2 separate regions of the Mus musculus genome follow, and region 2 is linked to region 1. Evidence: chromatin contacts called from public Hi-C data. All regions are on one chromosome and are shown on one strand. The core of a region is the stretch at or near the end of the contact, and the rest is flanking DNA. Distances in the headings are between cores, read along the strand shown.

Region 1 (5,758 bases), core at 1,152-3,651:
TGTTTGTTTGTTTGTTTTTGTTTTTTGCTTTTTTGTTTTTTGTTTTTGTTTTTGTTTTTGTTTTTCAAGACAGGGTTTCCTCTGTATAGCCCTGGCTGTCCTGGAACTCACTTTGTAGACCAGGCTGGCCTCCAACTCAGAAATCTGCCTGCCTCTGCCTCTGCCTCTGCCTCTGCCTCTGCCTCTGCCTCTGCCTCTGCCTCTGCCTCTGCCTCTGCCTCTGCCTCTGCCTCTGCCTCTGCCTCTGCCTCTGCCTCTGCCTCTGCCTCTGCCTCTGCCTCTGCCTCTGCCTCTGCCTCTGCCTCTGCCTCTGCCTCTGCCTCCCAAGTGCGTGCACCACCACACACAGCTCAAACTTCACTTTCTATATTTGAGAGAAATTCAGTTTAATGATCTTGAATTGCAGTCTGATACTTTTAATTAATCTTTCATAAGTAAGAAAATATTGAGACAAACTTCTCTTTGTAGGGTGCTCGAGGCAATGATGGTGCTCGGGGCAGTGATGGGCAACCTGTGAGTAACTTTGCATCTAATCCTGCTTTGTTCTATAGTGCTTAGAAATTTTGAATTACATTTATGTTATATTATATTATATTATATCATTATATAGCAAATCCATACTGCTTCTTGATTATTTTTAACCTTGGAAATGGAAACAATTTGTAGGTGTCATACTAGGTTGACATGTACATGGCATTTGTGTTTAATATCCAACATTGGACATGCCGATTAAAAGAAATGCAAAGTAGATAGTGATAGTATCTCTAGGATGTAAAGATTACAAAGGCTCAGAGGTAAGTATCCTGTAAGTCACAGGATTAATGAAAAAGTGTATAGGAATACTCATGTTCAAACTTCAGATGTAACCCCTTTCTTATCTTACACAACTTTGTTATGTGCAAATTGTACGTTGTTTTTAGGGTCCCCCTGGCCCTCCTGGAACTGCAGGATTCCCTGGATCCCCTGGTGCTAAGGTAAGCCTACAGTTCTTTAGAAGAATGTATAAAATAGACAAAAATTCATTCGATTGCTTCTCAGAATTGACCAATAAAAATAATCAAATGTACATTTATTTTCATTTACAGAGAGCTTTAGAGCTCCATTCTAGTCTCCTTTCTCTCTCTCTCATACATAATATGTGTGCATACATATGTAGTATATGGCATATATAGTATATAATATATATCATATATATATGCATAATATATTCTCATTAGTATTGTACCATCCTGATATGTCTTCTGAGTGCTTCGACTTTTTCCAACGTCTTTTCTGGGAAACACCTATAACATGGGCAGACCCATATTTACCATTGTCCTTTGTTGCTATGATTAATAATCCTTTGTTTTAACTATTGCATATAACCATAGTAATATAGCTTTAGGGAAATGAGTTTAAACAGAGCTGAAAGCTAAGCTAAGTTATTAAAAAGTGGAAAGGAAAACTTACATGTTGGAATTTGTCTCTTTAGGGTGAAGTTGGACCTGCAGGGTCCCCTGGCTCAAATGGCTCACCAGGACAAAGAGGGGAGCCTGGACCGCAGGGACATGCTGGTGCTCAAGGGCCTCCTGTAAGTAGCATATAAGAGGGAATTCAAGCTGCTAGACTTAGTCCATCCGTGCAGGTTGCTTACACTAACCACCAAGCAGGAAATAAACAAAACTAAAGTTCTCTTATTCCTTTATTTTTAATAATTTAGAACAAGTATCTATCTGACTTAATTCATATATACACATATATAGGTATATGTGTATAGGTGCTGTTGCTAGAGAAATAACATATTCTCTGCAATACATAATACCTATCAGTAAATATATTCTCTAAACAGAGAACTCCAAATCCATGTGCTCTGATAATATGCTCTCTCACCTTGTGTTCCTAGGGCCCTCCCGGGAATAACGGCAGTCCTGGTGGAAAGGGTGAAATGGTAAGTAAGCTGCCCCACCCTCAGCTCTTCCTTACACAGAAGAATTAAATATTTAAGCCAGACAGTAGAAAGGAAGGTCCACGCTTTGCTAATGAGAGTGTTTGTGTTGTTTTTAGGGTCCAGCTGGCATTCCTGGAGCCCCTGGACTAATAGGAGCAAGGGGCCCCCCTGGACCAGCAGGAACTAATGGTATACCCGGAACACGAGGTCCTTCAGTAAGTTCGTCTCTCCTTCAATGCCTGGAAGTTTATGTTTAACTCTCACAACAAAATATTGACATTCCTTTTGCTCCTTCTCCATTTAAGTTATCCAGCTCTCCCTCTAGCTCTATGACAGTATAACATCTAGCTAATTGTGATTTTGTTAGTCAAATCCTTGTTGTTTTTACATGGAGATTTCGTTTCATTTTAGGGTGAACCCGGCAAGAACGGTGCGAAGGGAGAGCCAGGAGCACGCGGTGAACGGGTCAGTATTAAGCCAACAGGACTTAGCTACTCAGACAACTGCAGAGTGATGAGAAAGTAATGAGTACGTTTCTCAACGAAATCTAGTCAAAATTCTTTATGTTGTCAGGGCGAAGCTGGTTCCCCAGGAATTCCAGGACCTAAGGGCGAAGATGGCAAAGATGGATCACCTGGAGAACCTGGTGCAAATGGGCTTCCAGGAGCCGCAGGAGAAAGGGTAGGTTTCCATTTTTACCTGTTTCACTATTCATTGGGACACAGTAACCTTTGATTTTTTTTGTGTTTGTTTGTTTGTTTGTGTGTTTGTTGAGACAGGGTCTTACTTATAAACTAGGTTGCCTTGACCTTTACTCTGTGGCTAAGGCTGGTCTCAAAGTCATGGCAATCCTCCTACCTCATCTGCCCCTGCTACTTAGATTAGAGGTATGAACCTCCACAACAGTTTAAGACACAAGGAAAGCCTGTAATGGTGAATTGTTTTTACACAATGACTCACTGAAGACTGGCCCCAAATTTAGAGATTCTCCTAACTCTGTCTCTCAAAAGATTAAACAAGCGATATAAATTGTGAACCACCCGCCCTTCTGTCCAGTGTTTTTCTTGGCATGTTTAGCTTAAACTTAAAATCTGAGTGCTTATTTCTGTTTTGTTTGTACATTTTGTTGATTGGTTTTCCTGTGATTCAGGATATTTCACTGTTTAGGAGTTTTGGTTTTGTTTTTTGTTTTATTTTCTCAGTGCTAGGAACTGACCCCATGATGTGTTTTGTGGCAATGCTCTACCACTAAATTAATTCCCACATTCTGTAATACTTAGTAATACAAGAATACTATATTATACTTAGAACTTAGTAATACAAGAATAACTATATTGCAACCTATGAAGTATGAATAGGTTTTAATCTTTTAAACTGAAATATTTAACTGTGATTGTTTCTAGGGTCCTAGTGGCTTCCGAGGACCTGCAGGGCCAAATGGCATCCCAGGAGAAAAGGTAAATACTTCAGCTCCTAAAATCCATTACTACAAATAGGTATTTCTTTCATATGTTATACCACTAATGGGAGAATAAATATCTGAAGGACATGTAACCGGATAATAAAACACAAACCATCACCATGTGACTCTAGCCCCTACTTTGATACTTTCATGGCTATCTGACAAACTAAATCTACTTCATGCATGTCATGTCCTGAGTGAGAAGTCACTAACCTCAGGGTCACTGCAAGAATTATAGAAATCATCTGCACATATGGAGGAAGCTCCAAAGGAACTTCTAATCATTAAATTTCCTTAATTAAGTGTAAAAAGTAGTTACTTCCAATTAATAATGTTGGTTATAAGCATGGAAAATTCATCATAGTTGCCCAATTTTTCTTCAAGATGAAAACCAAACTAAAACAGATGATTTTTATAGATCAGAATACAGCAACACAAAACTGTCCTTGAGAGGCCAAAAACTCCAACAGTTATAGATTAAGTATTGTCAATGTCTATGTTAATCAAAAATCTTTATGACTTGTTATCTCACAACTTAGGGTCCTCCCGGAGAGCGTGGTGGCCCAGGTCCTGCAGGACCCAGAGGAGTAGCTGGAGAACCTGGCCGAGATGGAACCCCTGGAGGTCCAGGGATACGGGTAAGGAGACACATTTGTTTGACTAATGCTGTAAACTGGTAAGAAGAAAGACAATACAAATAATGAGAGGCTAAAGACAACTTCACAAGATGATACCTTTCAAAAGTCTCAAAGTAAACAAACCAAATTCCTTATTTAAAAAAAACAAACAAATAAACAACCATGGGTCAAGACAGATTAAGGAAGAGAATAAAACTAAATATTTGACTAGGATCAGTTTTTAAGCAGAAAATAGGGAGTACATTTGCAAGGATACATATAAACACGTAAATCTCAAAGTTGTACATGTTAACTATGTTGTACTTTTACATTTTAAGTCACATGACTGCTATACTTCTCATTTAGGGTATGCCCGGAAGTCCAGGTGGACCAGGCAATGATGGAAAACCAGGACCTCCTGTATGTACAATTATGATGTCTTGTTTTACTAACCCAGTAAAAAAAAATGAAATGCATACATTGGATAGATTTGAGTGTGTGTATATGTATGTGTATTATAATTAGATTATTTGTTCATCAAGTCCTGATTATGGCAAGTGTTTTTCTTACTAGGGAAGTCAAGGAGAAAGTGGTCGCCCTGGTCCCCCTGGCCCATCTGGTCCCAGAGGTCAGCCTGGTGTCATGGGTTTCCCTGGTCCTAAAGGAAATGATGTAAGTTCTATAATTACTTTCTTCAATAAATATTTGACAGATTGATGGCCTTTGACCTCTATATGAAAATGCAAAATCACCTAATACCTAGCCTATCATTTAAACATGAAAGAATGTGTGACAATTGAGCAGCATGTATGAATAGAGACAAATATATAGTTGGCAATGGGTGTATGTATGTGTGTGTGTGTGGCTTTGCATGTGTAGCAGGATCAAAAAATGGGGTTTGGACTTTTATTAGTGAATTACTTTTTGAGTATCTAAACCCTTGCTTTTTTCTTTAGGGTGCCCCTGGCAAGAATGGAGAACGGGGTGGCCCTGGAGGACCTGGCCTTCCAGTATGTAGCTTTGGTTTATTTCTGGCTTTCTAATCATTTCAGCCATCTTCAGCCTCAATACTTCCTTGTTATATGTGTTAATTCTGTTTCCCTGACTGTCACTTTTGTAGGGTCCTGCTGGAAAGAATGGGGAGACTGGACCTCAGGGTCCCCCAGGACCTACTGTAAGTTTTCATATAATTAAGATAGAGGTAGGGTAGAGATATAACAAAGTCAATAATTTAGAATGTATGTTATCTCTACCACTGTGCCATAATATTTCACCAAGCAGTTACTAGACTTTCTTATTTTATTATCAAGTTAAATGTTGGCATTAATTATATGTTGTATTAATGTGCTTGAATATCTTCTATAGATCAAGATTTCCCTACTCTTAACATTTTTGCCTTTTAAAGTAAGCAATAGGCCTACTGAGAGGTGGACTATAGACTAACTAGGAATGACAATTTTACAATGGAGTGTATAATTGTGCTTCTGAACCTAGGGCCCAGCTGGTGACAAGGGAGATTCTGGACCCCCTGGTCCACAAGGATTACAAGTAAGAGTTTGTTCTTCAAATGTTATTAGTTTTTAACAGACAATTCCATATTTCCTTTTTGTACCTATTTTTATTACATAAATATACGTCAAAATTTTGTGAGCAGGCTACATGTTCATCTGAAACTTAATTTTTAAGTTTTTCTTCCATCCTGAAATATAGCATTAATAGTAGTTTTCTTCTATTGGTATTCTAGAATGCACA
Region 2 (5,920 bases), core at 3,190-5,689, 88 kb after region 1:
TGCAACTGCCATAGTGTCTGGATTTGGTGGTTGTTTATGGGATGGATCCCCAAGTGGGGCAGTCTCTGGATGATCGTTCCTTCAGTCTCTGCTCTAAACTTTGTCTCTGTAACTCCTTCCATGAGTATTTTGGTCCCCCTTTTAAGAAGTATTCTGAGCTTCTGGGCTAATATCCACTTATCAGTGAGTGCATATCATGTGTGTTCTTTTGTTATGTTCATAGCAGCCTTATTTATAATAGCCAGAAGCTGGAAAGAACCCAGATGTCCCTCAACAGAGGAATAGATACAGAAAATGTGGTACATTTACCAATGGAGTACTACTCAACTATTAAAAATAATGAATTTATAAAATTCCTAGGCAAATGGATGGATCTGGAGGATATCATCCTGAGTGAGGTAACCCAATCACAAAAGAACTCACATGATATTCACTCACTGATAAGTGGATATTAGCCCAGAAACTTAGACTACCCAAGATACAATTTGCAAAACACGAGAAAATCAAGAAGGAAGACCAAAGTGTGGATACTTCATTCCTTCTTAGAATAGGGAACAAAATACCCATGGAAGGAGTAACAGAGAAAAAGTTTGTAACTGAGACCAAAGGGTGGACCATCCAGAGACTGCCCCACCCAGGGATCAATCCCATAACCAGCCAGCAAACATAGACACTATTGCATATGCCAGCAAGATTTTGATAAAAGGACCCTGATATAGCTGTTTCTTGTGAGGCTATGCCAGTGCCTGGCAACAATATGAACTAACCAGTACCCCCCAGAACTGTGTCTCTAGTTGCATATATAGCAGAGGATGGCCTAGTCGGCCATCAATGGGAAGAGAGTCCCTTGGTCTTGCGAAGGTCATATGCCCCAGTACAGGGGAATACCAAGGCCAGGAAGCAGGAGTGGGTGGGTTGGGGAGAAGGGCAGGAGGGCGGGGCATAGGGGACTTTCAGGATAGCATTTGAAATGTAAATGAAGAAAATATCTAATAAAAAAGAAAATGTGGTATTTGCACAATGGAGTACTATGCAGCTATCAAAAACAATGGATTAATGAAATTCTTAGACAAATGGATGGATCTGGAGGATATCATCCTAAGTGAGGTAACCCAATCACAAAATAACACACATGATAAGAGTCACTCTTGATTGCTGCATGGAAAGTAAGAGCATCCAACAGCCAAGAAGACCAGTGACATCAGGAAGGGCAAAAATTCACATCGAACATCCAACTTGCTTTGGTTGCTTTTCTCTCAGGTACTTTTCAGAGTGATTTACTAGTTAACATATGTCTTTTTATTTGATAATTTTCTTATTGAAACCCGCAAAATAAAGAAACAAATAATGTGATGCTTACCAGAGGGCCCATAGCACCCATTGGACCAGTGGGGCCAGCTTCACCCTAAAGCAGAGGTGAGGATACATCACAGGGTGAGAAATTTAAATATCATTACCAAACTGCTGGTCTAAACATGCATGATTTTGAAGGCACAGTTTCAAAAAGGACATTTGAAAAATGTGCTTTCAAGGGAAGACTTCAGAGTTTATTTTACTATCTTTTCTTAAGAATTAAATGAAACTTTAATTGTCAAAGAAAGAAAGAAAATCTAAACTAGGGATTTTAAAAAGATTGAACTTGTAATCACTAGTCAGTGGGAACTTACATGTCTAATATATCCCAAATAAAATTTTGTAATGTTAAAAGTAACTAAATTATTTTCTTAGGAATTTGACAAATAAAATTAAAAACATTTTTCCATGTGTATATCTCATAATTATGTTCTCCTCTTAAGAATTCCTGATACATCTGCGCTATCTTCTCTAACTATATAAACAAATCATTTGGGGGAAGAAAGAAGGGCTAGAGGTCTTTGCATAGAATAAAGCAACCAGGAAACTTTTTATTTACTTGGATGTTCATTTATTTAAGTCCATCTCCTCTCCATATTATTCCTTATTTAAAAGGTGTCCACAGCAACTGAATTGGTACTGTAAGTTAAGTTTGGTGTTAGACAAACCTTAGCACCAGGTGCTCCAATTTCACCTTTGGGGCCTTCAAGACCTTTGTGTCCCTGAAAAGGACAATATAAATTCATAAATATTTTTAGCTTTCATCAGTTTAAAAAGCATAAAGGAAGAAAGAACAAAAAGCACATTTACATAAAGTGCCTCATGCAAACAAGTCTCACAAGTAAAATCTTGCTTACTATATTTCTAAAATTTTACAAATAGTATCAGCTTAAAGTATCAGTCATCAAAAATGTAATGACTTCCTAGAAATTTAATCTATATTATAAAAAATTATAGTGACCTTAGGCAGATTATAGATTTATATAAAGTTTTTAAATGCATGTTACTTGCTAGATAATACAGCAATACACATTCTTCTTGGAATTTCAACTACTCAAAAAGTGACTACACCATTTTTTATAATTGATTTGCCTTGGTTTTAGATATTTAATTTGAGAGAAGATAAAGAGATAATACCTATATCCAATACAGATACATATATAGCAGATGACTGATGATAGATTATACTTATGAACAGTACATTTAATAGTTACCTATCTGTTATCTTAAGTTTAGAAAACTTCTTTGTTATACTTTTTAACCTAGTATCACCATTTTTATTATGTCACTCATTGCACTATACAATGTTTGTCTCTTTTACTAAGTGCATCCATTTATTACCTGGGGTTGTAAGCCAGAGAATCTTTTCACTCACCATATCATTTCATTTAACACAGTATAGCTTTATAGAACCATATGAAATTCAGAGGAAACTTAGGGTAGCATTATGATTTTAGTAATGCAGAAGAACGTCGCAATGGCAAGCACTGAAGGACAATTGGCACTCGGAATTACAAAGGGTTTGACTGAATTATCCCCATGCCCCACTCAATAAAAAACAGAAAATAAGGCAACTTACTCTGTGACCTTTCAAGCCAGGGAGACCAGGAGCACCAGGGAAGCCTCGAGCACCCTGAGAGAAAGGTACATAGGCACATTGTGGTCAAATAAAACAAAATGACTTAGAAAATGGACACATCATTTACAGCAACATAATAAAGGAAAGAACTGGATTTTGTCTATAAAAATGTTACTAGGGTGATGAAAACTAGAAAGACAAACACACTGTTGGAAGTGAGCACGTGACACACAAAGATAAGTGTATGGAGGGGTCTCCTTTCCATTGAGTTTCATCTGTGATAGAAGAGTAAAGGTCCTTATATGTAGTAAGCCAAGGATTTTGATTATTTTTATTGTTGTCTGAACATTAGCAATAGAATGAGTAGTATAATATAATCCTAACTTTTAAATAGTAAGTGTTCAAGACAAGCTTTGTAGAAGTGATGGCTGCTTAAAGGTAAATGAGGGGCTAAAATATCCACCAAAATAGTCAGGAAATGTGAGGGTGGCTTTGTGTTTAACTCATTCATTTCTATTTCTGCTTAACTCGGTTTCTTCTACTCAAGCCCATTAAAACACAGAATAGAGTTACAGCCATAAAGGAAACCTAGTTGTATAACTACTTTTAAACAATATTTAAGGATTTTCATATATTTTTCTTTAATGTTAAGGCCCCAGAAACTAAAACACACACATCTTCTCTGCCTGCATGAATTTAGTTTTGCATTGAATTCTCATTACTACTGCCACTGGAAGGGTCTATACCCAGATAGTACACATTGCTACTAACAAACCACTGTTAAATTTCAACTATAATTTTAAATCATCAGTAAGATCCCTAACACATAGCCTTATGCTATAAATAATCATTAGCTTGGCAACTGACTGGAGGAAAGTTTTAATGCCTCAGAAACTCATCACTTCCGCCCATCTTTTCAGAGGAACTTCTCTTGTCTCAGCATTTCCACATATGGCAGAATGGTCATTCCATTCCACACGTTATAGTCTTTATTCACTATTTACCAAATGAATGAATAAGCAACATATCAGAGCAATATTTTCTGTGACTTCTTGAAGGGTAAATATTTCTTTAGTGTTTTGAAACTAGGGCATTTAAGGGTATACTAATCGTCTCTCAGAAGAGATGAGATGCCACTAATTCTTCTGTTGACACAAGCTTCCATAGAAAATCTTTCACATCAAGAAGTCCCTTAAAGATTTTTTTATTTGTTTTTGTGTTTTGGTTTTTTCTTTTTAACTCGTACCTTCCCTCTTGCTGATGTATATTTCCCTTCACCCTGAGCAAGCAACTCAGTGTACACTCATCCAAGTCTATGTGAGAATAACTGAGATGATTATTTCAAGATAATAGTTAACTTCAGCTTTTATGGTGTGGGGGGAATTCCCATGTGATTACATACTTTAGTATAAGAAGGAAATGAACTAGATGTACTAATACTCATAAAGACTCATTCTCATTCTGCTGACCCAGGGCTGTCATCACAGCACACATGCATGCTGTTTCAGTGAGTGTGCATCTGTGCTGTGCTGGCAGAGTACTTTCCTCCCCATGGACATACACACTCTGAGTCCATGAAGAGTGCAGAAGGTCACCGAAGTTTCCAGCCTGAATTGGTCGAAAAGGACATCTCTGTCCTAGTAGCTAAACCTCATGCCTTTGTCTGCATTTATACCCAGGCTGATAGGGGAGCAAAGGAAAGAAAGCAGGAAGAGGAGGGTTTGTCTTCATAATTGAAACTAAATAATCCTTAGAGCCCTATAAATCCCAGTAAGAGATCAACATTCCTCTGTTTAAAACAAAATCCCAGCAATGAACCTCATCACTTTCCAGAAAGTAAACAGAGGGTCATGGAGTACTGGGTGGTTATAATAAGCATAGAAACATTAGGAAATTATAGGAACTAAAATGAAGAGGAGCTGAATTAAGCTGGGGGCTGTTGGGTAAGAGAAACTACACATGTTGGCAAAATAGAGGATTATTCTTGTTTCCTTTGTCTCTTATTTTCTCCATTCTAATCTAGCACACACTAAAAGAAACCAAACAAAGCAATATGAGAGTCAGACAGGCAGGTTTGAGGAATGTTCAGTGTTCTAGATCTTGAATTCTGGTGGAATCAGTTCACAGATATGTGTTTCTTGGGTGAATTGAGGAGGAATAAAACAGCTGTTAGACATCCTGGCAATAAGTGCATCTCTTCCTAAGATTTTAGGGCCCAGGATATTAATAAAGGATTTCAGGACACATTAGAACTTGGGGAGCAGCCAAAGGAGCATCCTGTCCACAGTTTAGTCCCCAGTTGATTAAAAACACACACAAGGCAACAAACTCAAGTTATTATTTCAAACAGATGAGTTGCTATACAATAAACATATTTAGAGCTCAACAAAACTCAGGTCACATTGATGTAAATAGGTCACATTGATGGCTTCTTAAAATACTTCATAAATGTGGAAATTTTGAGTTTTGGGTGTACTCATGTGTATTATAGTCATGATACAATTGTTTTGGCACTAAGGTTTTCATCTGGGGCCAATGCAATTCTGAGAACTGGAATTCATTGTAATGCTGGCAAAATGTCCCTCCACAGTTTGCATTTTGACATAACAGGATATCACTTGTGTGCCTGCATTTACCCAATGTCTAATGCATGTGTGTACAATGGGCTGGAAGTTTCACTTTCTTTAACCTTTATGGCAACATACTGATAACCATTACTTACTGGTGATCCTGAGAATCCCACTTCACCTGTATTCCCATTTCTTCCAGGTTCACCCTTAATGTGAAAGAGGGGGTGAGAGGTATAGAGAGATTAAATACTATTCTCTGAGATTACATGACAAATTACAGATGATATATCTATAGCAAGTTTTTGTGTTATGCTGCAAACTGTAAAGACAAAACCCGGGCTCTATCTCTGGTAACATTTAATCCTAGTGTTTTAAGTTATCAATGATAAGAGATGGGTGCAAAATAACCTGTTCTGAT

What was found. Hi-C and Micro-C count contacts between places; a contact is called where the count stands out from the background.
Region 2: a Hi-C map of uterus shows a contact between it and region 1, with 4 times the contacts expected there. The contact joins two enhancer-like sites. A contact is called at or near these places in 1 of 15 datasets of contacts at CTCF or cohesin (the NIH/3T3 cell line), 5 of 484 Hi-C or Micro-C datasets (the HL-1 cell line, embryonic stem cells, nephron progenitors and 2 more) and 2 of 9 other capture datasets (adipose tissue and liver).

What each region holds. Positions count from the first base shown.
Region 1 is chr1:45,329,635-45,335,392 of GRCm38.p6, forward strand. Col3a1 (collagen, type III, alpha 1) reads left to right here. Exons shown (of 51, transcript NM_009930.2): 14 at 469-513; 15 at 921-974; 16 at 1,472-1,570; 17 at 1,883-1,927; 18 at 2,044-2,142; 19 at 2,339-2,392; 20 at 2,501-2,608; 21 at 3,331-3,384; 22 at 3,929-4,027; 23 at 4,373-4,426; 24 at 4,580-4,678; 25 at 4,963-5,016; 26 at 5,127-5,180; 27 at 5,501-5,554. Among named protein-coding and RNA genes, the nearest start is that of Col3a1, 21 kb to the left of the region's middle. Within about 2 kb of position 2,402, at least 5 of the 459 cell types and tissues checked have an H3K27ac peak or open chromatin away from gene starts, as enhancers often do. A contact at or near this core is called in uterus, where this site is marked.
Region 2 is chr1:45,415,567-45,421,486 of GRCm38.p6, forward strand. Col5a2 (collagen, type V, alpha 2) reads right to left here. Exons shown (of 54, transcript NM_007737.2): 12 at 5,655-5,708; 13 at 2,933-2,986; 14 at 2,022-2,075; 15 at 1,361-1,405. Among named protein-coding and RNA genes, the nearest start is that of Col5a2, 85 kb to the right of the region's middle. Within about 2 kb of position 4,440, at least 14 of the 459 cell types and tissues checked have an H3K27ac peak or open chromatin away from gene starts, as enhancers often do. A contact at or near this core is called in uterus, where this site is marked.